3 separate regions of the Mus musculus genome follow, and all the other regions are linked to region 1. A link is a contact called in public HiChIP or PLAC-seq data. All regions are on one chromosome and are shown on one strand. The core of a region is the stretch at or near the end of the contact, and the rest is flanking DNA. Distances in the headings are between cores, read along the strand shown. Region 1 overlaps Syne2 (spectrin repeat containing, nuclear envelope 2). Region 2 overlaps Syne2 (spectrin repeat containing, nuclear envelope 2). Region 3 overlaps Syne2 (spectrin repeat containing, nuclear envelope 2).

Evidence for each region. HiChIP or PLAC-seq counts read pairs in DNA pulled down with a chosen protein or histone mark.
Region 2: a contact with region 1 is called in a FOXA1 HiChIP or PLAC-seq map of pancreatic cancer cells. The contact joins two enhancer-like sites. A contact is called at or near these places in 1 of 115 datasets of contacts at active chromatin or transcription factors (pancreatic cancer cells) and 2 of 9 other capture datasets (embryonic stem cells and liver).
Region 3: an HNF4G HiChIP or PLAC-seq map of pancreatic cancer cells shows a contact between it and region 1. The contact joins two enhancer-like sites. A contact is called at or near these places in 1 of 115 datasets of contacts at active chromatin or transcription factors (pancreatic cancer cells) and 2 of 9 other capture datasets (adipose tissue and liver).

The regions. Positions count from the first base shown.
Region 1 is chr12:76,012,465-76,016,887 of GRCm38.p6, forward strand. It overlaps Syne2 (spectrin repeat containing, nuclear envelope 2), which reads left to right. Exons shown (of 116, transcript NM_001005510.2): 66 at 3,018-3,248. Among named protein-coding and RNA genes, the nearest start is that of Mir5101, 110 kb to the left of the region's middle. Within about 2 kb of position 2,672, at least 70 of the 459 cell types and tissues checked have an H3K27ac peak or open chromatin away from gene starts, as enhancers often do. A contact at or near this core is called in pancreatic cancer cells, where this site is marked.
Region 2 is chr12:75,831,044-75,835,466 of GRCm38.p6, forward strand. All of the region lies in intron 1 of Syne2 (spectrin repeat containing, nuclear envelope 2), which reads left to right. Among named protein-coding and RNA genes, the nearest start is that of Gm40447, 14 kb to the left of the region's middle. Within about 2 kb of position 2,583, at least 51 of the 459 cell types and tissues checked have an H3K27ac peak or open chromatin away from gene starts, as enhancers often do. A contact at or near this core is called in pancreatic cancer cells, where this site is marked.
Region 3 is chr12:75,854,606-75,859,028 of GRCm38.p6, forward strand. The region is part of intron 2 of Syne2 (spectrin repeat containing, nuclear envelope 2); the gene reads left to right. Among named protein-coding and RNA genes, the nearest start is that of Gm40447, 37 kb to the left of the region's middle. Within about 2 kb of position 2,131, at least 51 of the 459 cell types and tissues checked have an H3K27ac peak or open chromatin away from gene starts, as enhancers often do. A contact at or near this core is called in pancreatic cancer cells, where this site is marked.

The sequences.
Region 1 (4,423 bases), core at 1,422-3,921:
CTGGGATTACATATCCACACTGCTGCATGCAGCTTTTTATGTGGATCTTGGGGGTCAGACCCAGGTCCTCATGCTTGTGAGGCAAGCATCTTTACCCACCGAGTCATCCCCCGGCCTCATTTTATGTTTGATTTTTTTTGTTGTTCTGTGTTTGATTTTTTTTTTCTTTTTTTGGTAGTTTTATGTTTAGAAACCTTTTACTGTTGGAGGGTTTTTCTTAACGTGGACGTTCAGCTCTGGGACTTCATCGAGGGTCACAACAACTATAGTTCAAGAAGCCGGGGTTTTCTTTTAGATCAGTGACACGCGAAAGCAGATGTCTAACATGGATGCCAGAGAGTTTGTGAGGCTGGGAAAATATGGATTTATAGATGGCAAACCTTAGTAAAATAAGGGACCGAGTTAGGGTTCTACTTACCAGCATTGGCTTCAGCAGTTTGAACAGGCTCTCAAAGCTACGCCTGAGTTTGCACATCTGTACATGGGGGCTAGAGAGGTTGTGGTGAGGAACTGGTCTTGTATTACGCCAAGCATGGCACAGCAGTCATCAAGGATAAGTAATATCAATAAAAGATAGAATCTTTAGTTTCCTTATGAGAGACCAGACAGATTTTTATGTAGCAGCAAACACTTGTGGTAACACCCCTTTTTTTTTTTTTTTTTTTTTTTGGTTTTTCGAGACAGGGTTTCTCTGTGTAGCCCTGGCTGTCCTGGAACTCACTTTATAGACCAGGCTGGCCTCAAACTCAGAAATCCGCCTGCCTCTGCCTCCCGAGTGCTGGGATTAAAGGGGTGTGCCACCACACCTGGCTCGTGGTAACACTTTTTAAACCACCACCACCCACCCACACCCACACACACAAAATCTGCAGTTTGTAAAACATGGACTGAAATGATTTCTGCCCTCAGGATTTAGGGCAAGCAGGGTCTATATAAGCAGGGTTGTTGTTTAGGAAGTTACTGGGAACTCCTGATTTAAAGATCACAGAGCCGGAGCCCCTGTGCTAATAGCCTATGTCCAGGCCTAATGCACTTTGGTGGCATGGGAAGCTAGAACTGACTCCTGTCTCTGGAGTGCGGAACTGCCAAAAAAAAAAAGTAGGGTGGGGAGCGAGCTGTACACCCCGAGAATCCTGGGCATCCTGAGGCCACTTTGAGCTCTTCTAAGGTTGCACATAATTGTTTTTTCCTCCACCCCCACCCCCTTTGGATTCTTTTCAGGTTTAAATAAAGGGCGGATTAGTCACCCAGCTTGCTCATTTCCTCCTGAAGTGTGGTAGTAAGAAAGCAGAATGGCTAAGTACTGGCACTTAAAACTATATGTACATGACCTGCCAGAGGTAGTCAAATAAAAATCTAGAATAAATTAAGACAGGTGATAAATTAGTTATTACAGATTAACCACTTACTATTATAACTGATGATGTCAGATAACAGAAAAAAAGGCCACACAATCTTTGCTACTAAGGTATAGTCATATCCAAAACTTGGAAATAGCTAATCACTTATTTATATAACTAGTCAGGCTAGAAATCAATGCCTGACAGTAGTCCCAATGACTGTTTACCTTAACAGTGACCACTGAGACCTGTGGAGCCAGGGTGGGCGGAGCGGTGTGTGAGGCTCAGGGAAAACACTGGGGGAGCAGAGAATGCCAGCCTTGAAGAAAACTATAAAATTGGGTGGATGAGGGCAGACAGTTTGTTGGTTTTGTTTGTTGGGTTGTCATTATTGCTTTTGGGGCTTGGGGATGCTAGGATCAAACTCAGGGCCTCTTACCCAACCAGGCAAATATCCTCCCATTGAGGATACCCAAGCCTAAGAAATAGCCTTTTACTGGAAAAGAGCAGACATGTAAAGTAGTAGGTAGTCAGGAAGAATCTAACCCCTCGGAGGTTATATTTTTTGAGGTAGGATGTATGTTTGTAAGCAACTCCTGTTAGAAGCGTGTTGTTTGTCTCAACCGTGCTTTGTTAACAAGTTTGCGCACAATCTTAAAGTGGGAAATGTTGGAATTCATTTTAATTCTAATTCGCACATGGAGACCAGTATTTGTACAGATCAGAATGCTAAGCCCTATGTCTGAAGGGATTTTCCAGAAGAGACAGTGTCCTCTCTGCATATCCTGGGAGAGGGCGGGTCCTATAGTGTCAGGCAAGACTATCACGTTAAAACCAATCCCTACCTCCATGTTGAAACAAATAAATCCGTAAGTGTGGAATAGTTCAGTTGCATCTTCTCTCTGGGAGAAAGTTTGCTTTTGTATTGGTAAGATATCTAGTTGCCTCAATACATTGAAAATATGTCACACTTAATTCAAACTTCACACCAAAGCAGTCGGTTCTTAACTCCACTTCTGAAAAAGCAAAAGCCAGTTTAGGGATTTTTCCCCCCTCTCGGGGAATGGAGAAAACATTCTTTATTGCTCCAGGAAGTTCATTACTTGCCCCAACCTGTTTTTAACAGAGAATTTAGATGGGTAAAGAGAAACTAAAGTGCAATCTTGCTACTTGGGAAGATGTTACAATCGGGCGGCAGATTCCAGCATATTGTTAAGCCCTGCCAGCATGAAGAGGCCATTTTTCTGACTCGGTTTTAGTTTTGGTTGTTGGGTGCACAGCCGTGTAATGCCTTGCTTAATCATCATGTGTCATGCCACTTTAAGCACTGGCCAGCTCCCTGAAGTGTTTGGGATACACACCCTCATACGCTCTCTCTCCCTCACCTGTCTCCCGGGGATCGCCACTCTCCGCCTCTGGGCCCGGGAACACTGTACCTGTGTACATGCAGGTCGGCTGCCTGGAAACCCATGCCACCGGGTCACGTGGCCGTTGCTATGAGCGTGGAGGTGCATTTTTCTTTTTTCTTTTCTTCCTCCTTCTGTCCTTACTTTGTTTCTTTTCACCGGGGAGGAGGGGGAGAGGGGGAGGCAGGTTCTCGGGTCTTTCCAAGCCCCGGGTGGAAAAGCCTTGGATTCCTGCCTTCTCACTGCTGGACTATCTTTGGCTTCATTTTAGGGTGCCACACCCCCCATTGAAGCTGCACTCCTGGACTTTCCTAGAGAACAAGGAGCTTTTGAGTCCACCGTGGAGAGAAGTAGGCCTCGGCCTGCAGACATCCTCCGTGTCTGCAAGACCCAAGTGGCCAAGCTGGAGCTGTGGCTGCAACAAGCCAACGTGGCCTTTGAGCCAGAAACTGTAGACGCGGACATGCAACAGGTGGTGGAAGAGGAGCTGGCGGGGTGCCAGGTAAGATAGGCAGGCAGGAGTGAGGGTTTACCTAGTCACCAACTCCTGCCAAGGTGGGGCAACGTGCTCTTAAAGCAACAGGCTGCTCCTCCCATGGCTCTAAAGCCACTCGCCGTGTTCCCGATGAGTCTTTGAAATTCTTTGTGTGATCAGCCACTCTGAGGGGACAGGAGTGAATAACAGCCCAGAACGGAAACCAGCCCGGGGTCACATGAACTGTGAACATTGACCAATTAATTCCCTTCTCAACCTGATTTTCCTCCTCTGGTAGCACAGGTTAGCTCATAGAAAATTTTTTGTTGGGTCTAAATGAGATGAACTCACAAGACTGGCATTAAACTGAACCCAGTATCTGTTCCTGCGATCCATAACCACAAGGTTATTGTGGATAAATAATGAGTTCATCGGAGTGAGACTAAACGTCCAAGCTCTCGAAGACCAGCTAAACACTGCGTGCCCTGTTAGCAGGGGCGCCCTGAACTCGGCTTCCTTGTCTGAAGTCACTCTGAGAAAAGCTCGGTGGCTCAGCCCAAAGGCGGGGACTTGTGTGTCTCTCCAGGGAGGGGCTGGGATGACGACACCTCAGCGGTGTGATTGCTGTCATAACAGCAGAGGTTTGCTGGCTGCTTAAGGTGGCCTCTCCCCAAGCTGTGCCCCGCAGACCAGCCTTGGCCTCCTACCAGGGATGAAGACACCCTCCTGTCTCAGTGTGTCTCAGAAGCACTGGCCCTGCCACCAGAAGCTCTCCCTGAAGGAACCTGTCTTGTGGTTGGGGTAGCCAGTTCCACTGGAGGTGGATACATCTCCTTTTTGTCTACCCAGAACCACCTGCAGAGGGAGGCGACAGGGTAGGGCAAGCTTGATAGTTCTAATAGTTTGTCTATTCTGGTTGGCCTTCCTAGGGGTAGAGTTAAGCCCAGTAACAGACCAGGCAGGGCTATACTAAGTTGTGCCTCAAGTATCCTCAAGTTTGAACTCCAGCTCCTTAAGGCTATCTGATACTGATTTGCTGCTACCAACAGGTAGCGCGCATGCCAATGGCTTGGTTACCACCACCATCCCCATCCTCTTGCTGCTTTGCATCCATTTTAAAGAGTGCTGGACTATGCAAAGACAAGATGTGCCCACCAGGGGGCAGTATCACCCAGCAAGCTTGCTGTGGGCAGACTTGGCAG
Region 2 (4,423 bases), core at 1,333-3,832, 180 kb before region 1:
ACCCCTCCTGACTGTTCACAAATTACTAATTGAAAGCAAAATTTCCTCCTTTCTTCCATCTTTTCCCCTTCTTCTCACCACCCTTTTTGCTTCTTAATACGTTAAATTAATTAATTAATTAACTTTTTTAATGATGCGTCTATGTGAGGGTTTGTTCCCATAAGTGCAGTGTTTGTAGTGACCACAAGATTCCCTGGGGATGGAGTTACAGGTGCTGGTCCACTGACTGATGTAAGTGCCTGGAACCAAACTCTTCCTCTGCAAGAAGCAGTTGGTGCTCTTAACTGCTGGGTCATCTCTCTAGCCTGGGTCGTCACTCATGAGACAAAAATCTCACTATGGTGCCTACCTCTAAGCAATCCTGCCTCAGCTTCCCTAGTAACTTGGACTCAAATGCATATCATCATAACTTGGTAAAACATTGACCTTGGGGACCGAGACATGGCTCAGTGGTTACGAGCATTGGTTGCTCTTCCAGAAAACCTGAACTCAATTCCCAGCACCATGGAGTGACTCACAGCCCTCTATAGCACAAGTGCCAGGGGGCCCTGGCTTGCTTATGGCTGCTTCAGGCACCTCACACACATGGTACACAGACATATATGCAGACAAAACATTCATACCGGTAAAATAAAGTAGACATTAAGGAATAAGACCCAACCTTGGTATTTCCAACCTTTCTCAATGTTGGCTCTGTCTTCCAGCTGGAAGAGGGAGCGCACATCTAGGTGGTGGGCGATGGCTCCTGGGCCTCTTCACAGACTCAGTGTTCAGCCCCCCACTGTGGAGTCTCTGTTTTGAGACAGAAACCATCTCATTACTGGGTGACTCCATTGTCAGCTGGATGGAGACATGGCTGAAAGGGAGCCTCCTTCTCCATTTTATGTCTCATGTTCTAATATTTCTTCCCTTTTAATCTGTCTGCGGTTTCCAGTGCTTAAGGCTTCCTTTCTCTTAATTTTGATCAAATGAAGCCATTTGTGTAAAAACTTAATCTGATGAACCCCATTTTACTTAAATTGGAGAGGAAATTGGGGATAGAATAAGAGAATTATTATTGTTGATTATTTTATTTTATTTTTTGGGGGAGCCAGAGTCTCAAGTATCCCAGCGCTAACCTCAAACTCCCTGCAGTGCCCTTGAACTTCTGATCTGCCCACCCCCACCCAGTCGAGCTCTGAGTTCAGATAGTGCTTGGGATGGGACCTGGGGCTTCCTGCCTGCTAGGCTGGCACTCCTCCAGTTAAGCGTCTTTAACCTGAATGTGGTTTTTTTTTTTTTTTTGCCTTCAGTAGTTTCTTATTTATTTATTTATTTATCTGACTTGTTATTTTTGGCAGCTCTGGAGCCTGAGCCCAGGGCCCTAAGCATGCTAGGCATGTGCTCTGCCTGCAGCAACAGTGTAGGCTCTTTTTATTATCTTTATTTTAACATAGGGCATTGTTGGTCAGGCAATGGTGATACCTTTAATCTCAGCACTCAGGGCACAGAGGCAGGAGGATCTCTGAGTTTCAAGGCCAGTCTGGTCTATAGGTCAGGGCCACTTGTTGTTACAGAGAAGCCTTGTCTCAAAAAACAAGAACATACCCTAAACAAATAAACAGATGATGATGATGATGGTGGTGGTGGTAGTGGTGGTGATGATGGTGATGATGATGATGGTGGCAGTGTGGGATGGTGATGATGGTGATAACAAGGCAGTGTTAAGTTGTACAGCTGGCTTTGGACTTGAATCTTATTGCTTCAGCCTCCTGAGTAGCTGGATTACAGGCATTTGCCACTACCCACATCTTGGGGTCTCCCTTACTAGAGGAGAAACATATGATCCTGGGGTCACGTTGTGGTTGCAGATAAAATTACATCTGTGGAGCCAGGGAGATGGCTCAACAGGTAGAGGCATTTGCTGCCAAGCCAGACACTCTGAGTAAGACCTCAGGGACCCACATGATAGAAGAGAACTGACCCCCAAAGTTTTCCTCTGACCTCCAGATGACCCCTAAACACAATACATAAAAAGTAATAAAAATAACTATTAAAATTTAAATACCTGTTGTATCTTTGAAAGTTTAAATCTGGAACTTAAGTGTCTTTTAAGTTTTCATTTTCATACACACACACACACACACACACACACACACACGCACACTATATGCACACACACACTATATGTATACACACACTATATGCATTCACACACATGCACACACACACACCACACTCTACACATACACTATACACACACACTATACACACACTATAGTACACACACTATACATACGCACACTACACGCATACACTATACACACACACTGTATGTACACATACACTATACACATTCACACATACACACACTACACACACACACTGTACACACAAACTACACACACATGCTATACACACATACTATGCATACACACTACACACACATACTACCCACACACACTATACACACATACACACATACTAGGCACACACACACACACACACACACACACACACACACACACACACGGTTCTTCCCTGTTTCCACTTTCCAGTCTCCCGGCACTCACAGCTCCCTTCCCTAGAGATTATCATCGCTGCTATGAATTCGTGTTATGCTTCATTCATTTGAATATTTCCAAACCCTCGCTGTAACTCACTGCTTTCCCTAGACTTTGCACTTCCTCCTTTTCACCTAGAATCTTGGTGTCGTGGTTTGTTCCTGAGGTGTCATAAACCCGGCTCTTATTTTAGTCCTCCCTTCTGAAAGCCCGGCACACATCAACTCTAACCCACTTTAAATATTCTTGGCTTGGCTGGTGGATCCTGGATGTAACCAGGGTAAGAATTTCAAGACCTTGAGCTTCTCACTTGCTGTGAAACCAGTTCTGTTAGTTAATTTATCACAGCAGTTTGACAGCCAAATGCAGTCGTGGGCAAAAGCATGTTTCCTTTTCCTTATTCTCCCTCTCTCTGTCTGTCTCTCTCTGTCTCTGCCTCTCTCATTGAGAAAGAGCGGAGAAGCTGGAGATGTAGCTCATTCAGCGGCTTGCTTGTCATGTGTGCGCAGTGCCCTGGGTTTGATTCTCAATACTGCATAACCAAGTGTTCAGGCTGGCGTGGCTGTAGACATGTGGTATTAAATTTCTCTACAGAACTGTGCAGTGAATGAGAGGATTGGACGTATGTTTCCTATTAGGTTTCTTGCTGTAGTGGTTAAGGACATGGCCTTTGAAGCTAAAAGTATTTGGGTTCAAGTTAGTCCTGCTAATCGCTTGATGTGTGGCTTTGGATAAGTTACGCACTCTCCCAGTTTCCCTAAAGCGGGTAGATGGGATGTATTTTATAGACGTGCCAAAGTCATGGTTCATGGACAGTGTGTGGCACGAATTAAATACTGAACAAATATTAGCTTTTCCTTTACTGCTTTGTTGGTTTCAAGTAGACAACCTCCAGTCTGATCACCTTGAAGAGGGGAATCCCCAGTTCTTCACAGCGGGTAGGGCTCACTTTCATTTGCCCCGTTAATCAGTCACCAGAAGTGATGTATAGTTACAGACAACTTTGGAAGGCTGGTGCAGATCTCAGGATCTCTCTTGGTGGTCAGTTCTAAGTGGCATGAGGATTTCCTTGCATCTCGGGGGTCTGTCCGTTTCTCCACATCTTTAAGTGTTTAGTTTTGTGTCTACTGAGGAACATAGTGTAGCCTATGTAAGAGATCTTTTGAGGTTTGATTGACTTGTTCAGCAACAGAGAGAAAACAACCTAGACTGGCTTCCTTATCGCCTTCTTTCTCTGTCTCCTCCTTTCTCTCCCTCTCTTCTTTTTCTGAGCTGGAGATTGAATCCAGGGCCCCACACATCCTAGGCATGTACTTTACCATTGAACTCTCTCATCCCGTCCCGTGGGGCTTTGTTTCTTGTTGAAGGCTGTGTATGCAGTGTGTGGGGGTGGGCTGGGGTGAGGCCAGGCTCATTCCATGAAGAGAGCTTTGAGAAGGGAAAAATAATCCCCAGAAACTCAAAACTCATTTTGAAATTCCATAAAGGAAACGGAAGACCCTGTTCCCTTAGTCCTTGAACTGAAGGAGTCAGAGAAATATATGCATTATGAGAAATTTTGCTTTCACAGAAAAATGCATGGATTTTAAACACTTTTTTAAAAAATCAGAAAACTCTATGAAGAATTGTAATCTCAGAAAGAGAAACAGATTAAGTTTGTTGTTGTTGTTTATTCAGGCCAGATAAATTTCTGATGGAGTCACTGTGCCCACCATAAGAAAAAGACAAAGAGGAAGCTGTGTGCACAGCACCTTCTGTTCTTTTGGGGAGATGGGAGGGTAGGTCAGATCTGAAGATGGGACTGAGAGCAGGCAAATTTGTATCCTCCTGGGAAACTCCAAAAAACTCTGGTTGTTTCTCTTCAGGTGAAAAAGGTCAGC
Region 3 (4,423 bases), core at 881-3,380, 160 kb before region 1:
ATCTGAAAATTCATCAGCTAGTGAGCTATCCATCTTTATTGATAAGTTTGGTGTTGTAGCTAGCTAGTATAGAAATGAAGCTCTGAAAAATATTTGGAAACATTTATGAGACTCCTCTCTCTCTCTCTCTCTCTCTCTCTCTCTCTCTATATATATATATATATATATATATATATATATATACACACACACATTTTATTCATTTATTTATTTATTTATTTATTTATCTATCAAAACAGGGATTCAATGTATAGCCCTGGTTGTTCTTGAATTTGGTGTGTGTGTGTGTGTGTGTGTGTGTGTGTGTGTGTGTGTGTGAATGAAACCAGAAATGTTCTGTTTACTGTTTTCTGCTTTGCTCTCTGCCTTCAGTGGCTTCCAACCGCATGCGGGTGAGCCTTGGTGAGGCCCATGGGTTCTCTCTGCTCACCTGATTCTCCCACCACATCCCTCCAGTTCCCGGTAACTCCACATCTCCCTAAGGCACCGTGGTCCTCCCCGCCTGTGAGCTCTGAGTGGGCTGCTCCCTCTAGACTGGGAGAAGTCCAGCTGGCCCCAGCCTCCTCTGCAGGCTGCCCTGCTAGCCTGAGATAAGCCCTTCCTCCTCTTCATCCCCTTTATCTCTCTGGGGCCTTGCAGATTTGTGTTTATTATACTTCATAGCACTTCCTTGCCACAGAGCGAGCTTCCTGGGGTTTAGATAGAGGGCATAGCTTCCCCGTTCTTTGCATACTGAGGCATTTGACCCTAGCCCAGTGAACAGAGTGCTGAGCTGGAAGACGTCACCAGAGTCCCCAAGCTGGCGAGCAGCTGAGTTGTGATTTGCCTCTGGCTTTTGTACTGCATGCCTCTGCTGTGCTAAAGAACCAGAGGGGATTCTGCTCAGGGTTGTTCTGTAGCTGCTTTTAAGTTGGAGACTTACTCCATTCCATGCATAGCGAATTTTATACTAGATTGTGCATAGGCGATTTCAGGTTCCTAAGGTGCTTAAAATAATTATCGAATTACTAGAAATTGTGTGGTATATGTTTTCTAGAATGGGTCGTTTAGCTAGGGGAAGCGATGCCCACATTCTCTGGATGGTGCACTTGTGGAACATACGTAAAAGGTGTGGATGCTTTGCTCCATGGATAGGACACGTGGAGTGACATCATAGCATCATCAACCTGACTCTGGCCAGGATCCAATCCCATTAGCCAGGGACACTCCGTACCTAGACTGCCCACGCAGAACGAAAAGAACGCATGGAGTGAATTATTTTTCCGAGGCTAGACTCCATGTTATCTGCAGTTTTATGATGGTTCTTCTTGCCAGACTGACAAAGGAAGAGGGGAAGGCAGGTCAGGGACACAGAGCTTGCATATACCTGTGAAGGCTACTTTGGTACCATAGTAGAATTATTGCCTGCTTGGGGAAAAAAGGCAGACAGGATTATTTTTATTATAAGTACAACATAGCTGAAGGCTTTTGGTCCAAGTCTTATTTATTTATTTATTTATTTATTTATTTATTTATTTATTATATGTAAGTACACTGTAGCTGTCGTCAGACACTACAGAAGAGGGAGTCAGATCTCGTTACGGATGGTTGTGAGCCACCATGTGGTTGCTGGAATTTGAACTCCTGACCTTCGGAAGAGCAGTCGGGTGCTCTTACCCACTGAGCCATCTCACCAGCCCGGTCCAAGTCTTAGAAGCATTTGAGGGGGTGGTAATAGGGCTCAGTGGCTACCCGATTGCAGAGCAAGCCTGGTGAGCTGAGTTTGATCTCTGGCATCCAGAGGAAGGAGAGACCTGACTCCATGAAGTTGTCCTTTGACCCCTCCACATGTATGACACACATATATTACAACAGTAATACGTAAAGCTTTATAAAAAGCATTTGATTTTATCCGTGATGTAAACAGCCTAGTCTTTGTGCATTTGCTGGCAGGGATTCTGTGTAACATGGGGGTGCCGGCGGCTGTTGTATGAGGAAGTGTATTTTCTTTCCTCTTCATTCAGAGCCTGTGTCAGAGGCAGATAGAGACATGATAGTGGGTAGAATGGCCTGATTAGGCCACAGCGTCTGAACAGACAACCCCTCCTTTACGGTGAGGAGATTGTGGTCATGCCCTGATGGAGAATAGTGAACTTTAGACAAATTAAATAATCCGTGCAGAAATGTGGTGACTCATAGAAGAGAATGCTAAGGAGTGAGCACCTGCCTGCCTCCCTCCCTCCCTCCCTCCCTCCCTTCCTCTCTCTTTCTTGTTCCTGCCTCTCCCCTCCTCTTCCTCTCTTTCTCTCCCCTCTTCTTTTTCCCTCCTTCTTTATTCCCTTTGCCCCCACCCCCCACCCCCACCCCATCTGTCTCCCTGTGTCTGCCTTGGAGCTCACTGTGTAGAGCAGGCTGGCCTCTCCTTCTGATGGGTTTGGGGGTGCTGGAATTACAGGAGTTTGGCTTAATTTTTGGAGACATTTTCAGGTTTTTCCTTTGGTTTTGTTTTTGACGGGGTCTCGTTATGCAGGCCTGGCTGGCCTAGAACTTGTTGTGTAGAACATGCCTCCTCGAATTCACAGAGGTCTACTTGCCTCTGCCTTGCAGTGCTGGCTTTAAAGGCGTTGTTACCATCATGCACAGCTTGGGATGCGCTTTGCTTGTTCTGTCTTGCAAGGGGAAGAGATGTCTAGGGAAGGAAGGAATGGTGTATGTTCACTGACTTTACACTGTGAGGGATGTTGGCTGCCTAGGCTGGCTCATTTTGATTAAATGCTTTTTACTTGAGATTGAACCCGAGCCCTTGCTTTGCCCTGTGTTGCTTGCCCAGCCGCTCTTGAGAAATTACAAAGGGAGCTGTGGGCAAGACATCTTTTGAACATTTCCCCTGTTCATTTCAGGGTTAGGTTATTTCACATTGAAGTAGCAGATCAAACACACGGGCTGCCAAAAGGACACTATGTAATCATTTTGTTTTCACAAATAGGGTAGGCTAATGCGTTAGAAAGATGGTGTCCAGCTACAGGATGTTCTTAATTAGCCAGGCAACTAGGAAGGTGCCTTATGTGGTTACACAAACTACCACGAGAGGGGGGTCAGTTTCCTGTGGCCTGGCCTAGGGGCTGCTGAGGCTTAGCTGTCATCGTGGACCCGTATGAACACACATTCAGATTAGTTACCTTGCCATCTCAGACAACATTTGAATGTTCTGTTTGGCACTGTTATCATCTAGATGACATATTATAAAAGATTAAAAACATCTTCTGCTCCCGGATAGCTTTAAGGCTAGGGTACAGAAAACTGATCTCTGCAGCTAGATTGTACTCCATTTAAATGGGTTCATTATGTACTGGGTATTCTAGAGGGAAGCTTCCCATGTCTTTCTTTCTTCCTTCCTTCCTTCCTTCCTTCCTTCCTTCCTTCCTTCCTTCCTTCCTCCCTCCCTCCCTCCCTCCCTCCTTCCCTTCCCTTCCCTTCCCTTCCCTCCCCTCCCCTCCCTTCCTTCCTTCCTTTTTGTTGTTGTTGTTTAGTGTTTCTCTGTGTTGCTCTGGCTGTCCTGGAACTTGATCTGTATACCAGGCTGGCCTCGAACTCACAGAGCTCCACTTGCCTCCGTCTCTTGAGTGCTGGGACTAAAGGTGTGCGCCACTGCTGCCGAGCTGCTTTCCACGTATTGCTTACTTTTAGTAACATTAAAATTTATTCAGGTTAAGTAAGATGGCATAATTATGGTTAGGTAGTAATAAATGTTGAAGTGGAACAGGCAGACCAAGAATACAAGACCTGCCTGGGCTTCATAGCAAGACTGACTCAAAACCAGAAACATAAAATGGGTTTCTTTTTCCATACTTGAGGAAAAGTTAATGATTCATGTTTAGTTGGAGAGGTTGCAAAGTGTGATAATGAGATGTAATGTTTATTTTTAAAATCTTATGTATGTATGTATGTATGTATGTATGTATGTATGTATGTATGTATCTATCTATCTATCTATCTATCTATCTATCTATCTATCTATCTATCTATCATGTGTATGCAGGCACAAGCATGTGTGCCAGGCTCTTATGAAAGTCAAAGGCCAACTTATGGGCATTAGTTCTCACTTCATATCCTGTGGGTCCTGGGCCTTAACCTCAGGGTCAGTGGCCAGAGCCTTTATCCCCTGAGCTATCTCCCCAGCTCTGTAGTATCTAATTTTCACTTGATAGAACCAGCAGTGTGCAGAAGTTAGGCACTGAGGGCATATACAGAAATGGGCTGAATACCTTTGTAAATTGTGGCATCTGGTATGCTTCTGCCTGCAAATGTCAGGCGGAAGTGATGGATACTCAGAGGCAATCACCCCTATGGTTAAGTACAGGGTCACCATCTCAATATTGATGTCTATCATATACATTCAGAGTAGGACCAGAAATGTCCAGGTTATTTTTCTGTTTCAACAAGG